2 separate regions of the Mus musculus genome follow, and region 1 is linked to region 2. Evidence: chromatin contacts called from public Hi-C data. All regions are on one chromosome and are shown on one strand. The core of a region is the stretch at or near the end of the contact, and the rest is flanking DNA. Distances in the headings are between cores, read along the strand shown.

The links. Hi-C and Micro-C count contacts between places; a contact is called where the count stands out from the background.
Region 1: a Hi-C map of the N1E-115 cell line shows a contact between it and region 2, with 5 times the contacts expected there. The contact joins the promoter of Clec18a here to the enhancer-like site in region 2. A contact is called at or near these places in 4 of 39 promoter capture datasets (embryonic stem cells, liver, pre-B cells and 1 more), 1 of 15 datasets of contacts at CTCF or cohesin (embryonic stem cells), 5 of 484 Hi-C or Micro-C datasets (the HL-1 cell line, the N1E-115 cell line, cumulus cells and 2 more), 1 of 115 datasets of contacts at active chromatin or transcription factors (astrocytes) and 1 of 9 other capture datasets (embryonic stem cells).

The regions. Positions count from the first base shown.
Region 1 is chr8:111,080,420-111,083,119 of GRCm38.p6, forward strand. Clec18a (C-type lectin domain family 18, member A) reads right to left here and starts at 1,289. Exons shown (of 12, transcript NM_181549.3): 1 at 1,084-1,289; 2 at 421-512. The coding sequence starts at 1,222.
Region 2 is chr8:110,649,639-110,652,338 of GRCm38.p6, forward strand. All of the region lies in intron 10 of Vac14 (Vac14 homolog (S. cerevisiae)), which reads left to right. Among named protein-coding and RNA genes, the nearest start is that of n-TGgcc10, 20 kb to the left of the region's middle. Within about 2 kb of position 1,388, at least 22 of the 459 cell types and tissues checked have an H3K27ac peak or open chromatin away from gene starts, as enhancers often do.

The DNA.
Region 1 (2,700 bases), core at 39-2,538, 430 kb after region 2:
AACTTTTGAGAGGTCTTCCAGTATTTGCTAGATAAATCCTGGTCCCAAACCAATCCCCGCAAAACCCAGCGAGATTCTTCTCCCTCTCTGTCCTTCACCTCTCCCTTTCTGCTGAATTCCTTTGTGGAGCTCCTTTTCCGGGAGTGGGGAACCCTGGCTCCATCCATATCTGTTGATCTCCGTGGCGACAGGATGCCAGGAAAGGCAGGATTGTCTTCAATGCAACTGTGAGTTGCTGAGGGCCCTGACTTCCTAAACAAATGGCTTTCCCTGAAGGAAGAAGGCACATATCTCTGCAGCATCCAATGCCATGGTACCCCTGGTGAAAGGGCCTCTGGCACTGGCAAGGCCTCCTGAGATCACTCTGGGGCTCAGTCCCTCTGGCAGCCCTCTTGACACAGGGCAGTTGGGTCTACTCACCATTCTCTGCATGTTGGCTGCAGGAGGGTGGACCCGGCTGCGCAGTCGGTTGTGTGCGGTGAGGATTAAGAAACTCTCCTTCCTGCTCAGGGCTGGAGGCCAGGAGAGAAGGTTAGGCCGATGACCAGAGGCTCCTGGGACATCGCCATAGCCAGCTGAGGGTGACCCCACCCCAGGAACACAGATCTGAGATGAGGAGGGGCAGTGGTAGCTGTGTAGGAGAGAACTCCCATTATAGAGATGGAGGGAGGCCAGGAGAGAGATAGGAAGATGGGTGAGGATGGGCAAAGTGTAGAACAATGGCATAAGTGACTGGCTTAGGTGTGGGAAGATGATGGGGGTGGAGGGGTTCGGGGTAATGAATGACTCAGCCCTGGACTAGAAGCAGGCCTTTCTACCGATGTGTTTCTTTTGAGGTTTTAGCTGCAGGCTCTAACCGGTATCTTTCCTTAACATCCACCCTGGACCCATCTGCTTCATTCTTCTTCCTTCCCAGTATCCTTCCATCCTCCCCACCATCATCCTAATGCCCCCCCCCCATCATATCACATCAGCATAACACAGGGCTCAGTCCTGGGTACCTGACTTCTAGAAATCCCTCGCTACCCTCTCTCAGGCTCACAACAGCATCTCTACTTCCGTCTTTGCCCAGGTGTTCCTTACCTTGCAGAGTGGGATCTTGCTTTGGCTGGGGTGGTTGAACCTCTGTCCATGTGATGCCAAGGAGAGACAGGAGCAGAAGCAAGAGACCGAGCCATCGGCTCTGGCTTCCCAGCCACAGGGAGGGCTCCGGCTGAATCATTGGCCTGCCGGATGCTGCAGACATGGCTTCTCTCAGCTGTCCAGCTAGCCTCCCCGTGTTCATGAAGCTATTCACAAGTCTCGGAGTCAGGCTAAGCTGCCAGTCAAAAGGAGGAGGCTAGTGAATCATCACTGTCTCCAAACCAGCCTCCCCTCCTTGGTGCACTGACTTCAAAAGAGACATAGAACCCTTCTTCTAAACGCCTCCTTCCTCCAGCCTCAGTGTCTGGCCAGCCCGCTCCGCAAGAAAAAGCAGGGCAGTGTGCACTGACCTGTGGCCCCTGCTAATCATTGTAGGATTATTAGCACCCTCAGGGAGCCCCCAAAGACCCTGCTGATTGGCCTACAGACATTCCAGGGCTGTGGGATTAGCGACTAATGACTGTACCCTGGCAGGGACAGTGTCCTCCAAGCCCATGGACAGCTTCCACTCCTCAGCCCCAGTCATGGGGAGGAGGCTGGGACTTTGGCAGTGGGCCAGTAAAGCAGGCAGGACCTGGGCAGGACCCCAGGGGAGTTCTCTCCTTTCTTAGGAAGCTCATCCCAACCCCCCTAGCCATGAATTAAACATAAAGCAGGAAGTAACTATTCGCCAGACAGATGCCACCAGACGGGATCACAGAGGAACTCGCTGGGGACTGCACCTTCAGGGAGAAAGGTGTGCCTTTTATGTCAGGGCAGTGTGAGAGGATGAGGCTAGTCCCAGGATCCATCATGCTTACCCATGTGACTTTGGGCTAAGATGGGGGCAGGCAGACAAAGAGGAGGGCATGTGATGGATGCCCTTGGCTGACTTAAGTCCTGCGGTGAACAAGCCTGCCTCTAGACAAACAGTGGAACAGGAAGGCGGCAACTTGCCATGGTATTTAGGGCCTAGCTGAAGCCTGCGTGATCCTATCAGGATCACTGAGTATCTAGTACAGCCAAATCAAAAAAGGTTGACATGTAGACCATAGTCAAATGACCAGGGAGGGTACTCGGCCATTCTAGAGCACAGCCTTACAAGCTAATACTTTGTCCTTCTGAAGTTGGTGTGGTCCCTGACCCTAGAGTCAGTGCTATCTCAGATGTCACCTCTTTGGAGATTCTGCTAGGGCACAGGTGGGCTACATGGACTTCTGGAGAAACGCTGATGGGATATGAATGTCATCATGGATGTCAGGCAGTGGGGACAAGGCCAGGCAGCAAGTGTACAGTGTTGTACAATACCCAGAGTCTCAGGATCCTCTGTCTCGAATAGATGGCCTGAGCGCACCACAGTGGGTCCAAGCCATGATTAGTAACAGCTGCATTTTTATTTGTAAAAAAAATTGCTATTACATATATATATGAATACAGGTGCTACCTCATGTGTATGTAGAGGTCAGAGGACAACTAGAGAGAGAGACAGAGACAGAGAGACAGAGAGACAGAGACAGAGAGACAGAGACAGAGAGACAGAGAGAGGCTTTTCTCCTTCCACTGTTCCCAGAAGTCAGA
Region 2 (2,700 bases), core at 138-2,637:
TAGAAAGTCTAATGACAGCTGTGTAGGAAAGTACACACCCACACAAAATTCCGAATCCATAGACAGTCGGGGAGTCAATGCACTAAAGCCACAGATGCCTTCTGCCCCGGTCTGGGGCCCAGGCTCGGCCACTAAGAGAGCCACTGAGTAAACAGGTAACATCTCTGTCTCAGTGGATAGACAGTCAAGCAACCCCCGTCAAAGGGGTCCAACCTCCTCTCCCCTCCACAGTGCTGGAGCTGTATGGGAGGTTGAAGACAGCAGAATGGAGAAAGTGTGGTAGAAAGCAAGACAAAGCTGAGGGAGGATTTCACCACTGCTGTCTGTCTGTATGCCAGGTGCACCTCTCCTTTGGAGAGAAGCCCTCTGGGGTTCTCATCCTGTGGGCTGTGTGTAAACTGTTGGGGTAGTGACAGCATTGACCCCAGAGAGGAATGGGATGTCAATGAGTTAGTTACATATGTGAAAAGCCTGGAGCAGTGCCTGGCGGACAGCACACACTTGGTTGCACTGGCTACCTTGGTTATCACAAGAACCTCCTTATCCTCATAATCAAAACGAGGAGAGGGGACAGAGAGGTTAAATTTTTGTTGGAAGCCACCCCGCTAACTAGTGATGAAGTGAAGGTCCAAGCCTTTCTGGCTCCATATCACCAGCATTTAGCTTGCCGGATTATTGCTGGATAGCTCTAGGAGGGTGCTCATTGGCCTCTCTGACACATTTGGCAGGTTTTTGGACAGGTGTCACTGTGCAGACCTCCCCCCTGACACCTAGGGCCTTGCCAAGAGCCATGGTGTCACCAATGACCATTCAGGACTATTGTCCTGGTGTGGTTGTCTTCCCTGTGCCACAACCTGCAGAAAAGTCTAGAAGCTGATGCTGCCCAACTTTGAATGACACTGCCAGTTAAAAAAAAAGGCTGCACTGACCTGATGTCTTAGAAAGGCAGCACTGGATTCCTAAGCTCTCTCTTCACAGTTACCTTTCTTCAGTTTGATGTCAGCTATAATGTGAGTGGAAAAGAAAGTTATGCACTTCAGAAATACAGTGCTGCCTCCCAGAAAGACCCGCTCACTGGGTGCTGTGGCGTCAGAAGCATGGCTGGGCGATCCTGTGCTTTAAGCGGCAGCAGTGCAGTACACGTGGATATTGTAGTATATGTTCATGTAAGACTCATTTTTTGCTGAAGATGCCTTGAAATAACTCGGAATCTCTTAGGAGTGACTTGTCTAGACATATTGGAACCGGTATAGAAATGTATTTTAAACCTCCTGTGAGTACTATTCTGTTCATGATAGCTTAGCCAGAACCAAGGACATGCATCTCAGGCTTGGCCCAGTAGAGGGAAGCCGACCACTTTGGGCAAGCACACCCCACTCTGGGAAGGTCTCACAGCTCCGGTTCTCCACAAGCACGGGCAGAGCTCAGCAGCCAGCACCACCCACCAGAGCCGCCTGCTCAAGGGCAGGTGGGATCCGGAGCTCACTGTGCTGGCCACAGAGATAAGTGTGCAGCTGCTTCCCTCTTCCCGTGACCTTCACCTTGAACTAGCCGAGGGAAAACAACTCAGGAGCATGTCTCCAGCTAAGAGAGTGAGTTCTTAGCCCTTGGCCTCTTGACTTGGGTGCATCTCACTCTGCCTCTGGGCCCAGGACTCCTCCTCTGTGCATTGGCAGATGGCCTGAAACTTGAAGTTCCTTCCATGACCTCATGATTGTTGGTTGAAGCTAACACCTTGCTAGGGATTGGGGGAAGAAGTGTCATTGAAGAGTGTCATCATCTACAGCGCTGCCAGCTTGCTTTCTTTACTATGTGGTCTTGACATGGCACCAACAACCTGAAGGGATGGCCAGGGCTGGTTCAGCTGAAGTGTAGCAGTGGTCTTCAGGAACACGCACGCACACACACTCGCACACGCACACACACAGCATTCCGACTGCCCTGTGACTCCTGCTGGAAAATGGACCTACTGTAGACCCTAGGGCATGGGGCTATCAAAGAGTGGCTGAGAAAGGGCAGTTACCCTTCAGTATCCACCTGCTTCGTTAAGGCCCTGGACTGTGGCAAGCATCCACTTTACCACTGAGACAGCTGTTCTAGCCATAAGATTGTATGTTGATATGCTAATGCCGTGGCTTAGTTAAAACATGAAAGCTAACTTCGGCTTGGAAACTAAAAATTGTCGAAGCCCATCCGTGCTTCAACTGTGTTTCTGTTGGACAGAGAACAGGATAAAGGGCTTGAATGGCCACTGTTTCTGCCACCCTGGCTCTGCCTATCATTTGCTGCCAAAGCCTTGACAGTTTGAAATGTTCAAAATCCATCAGGAACTCCTAGCCATGTGACTCCTGGAATAGCACAGTGGCTGCCTTCCTCTGTGCAAAGGCTCTATTCTGGGTTCTGTCACTGTGTCACATACTGAGATCATCCGATCCCCTGAGAATGGAATGCCCACACTCAACCCTGAAACAGGCACCAGAGAAATACCAGTGTGTATTAAACAGCAATTCTGCCTCGTAGTAATAGAGCCACGCCCCTTAGAAGTCATGAGCTTCAGAGAGTCTGCAGGTGCATGAGGAAAGCACGGCCATCAAGTTCTTGGTCAGATGAATAATTGAGTAGCTGGAAAGGCCAAGGAAGACCATTGTGCACAGCCGCACAGTGGAGCTGCCTGACAACAGTACTCAGAAAATACAGCCT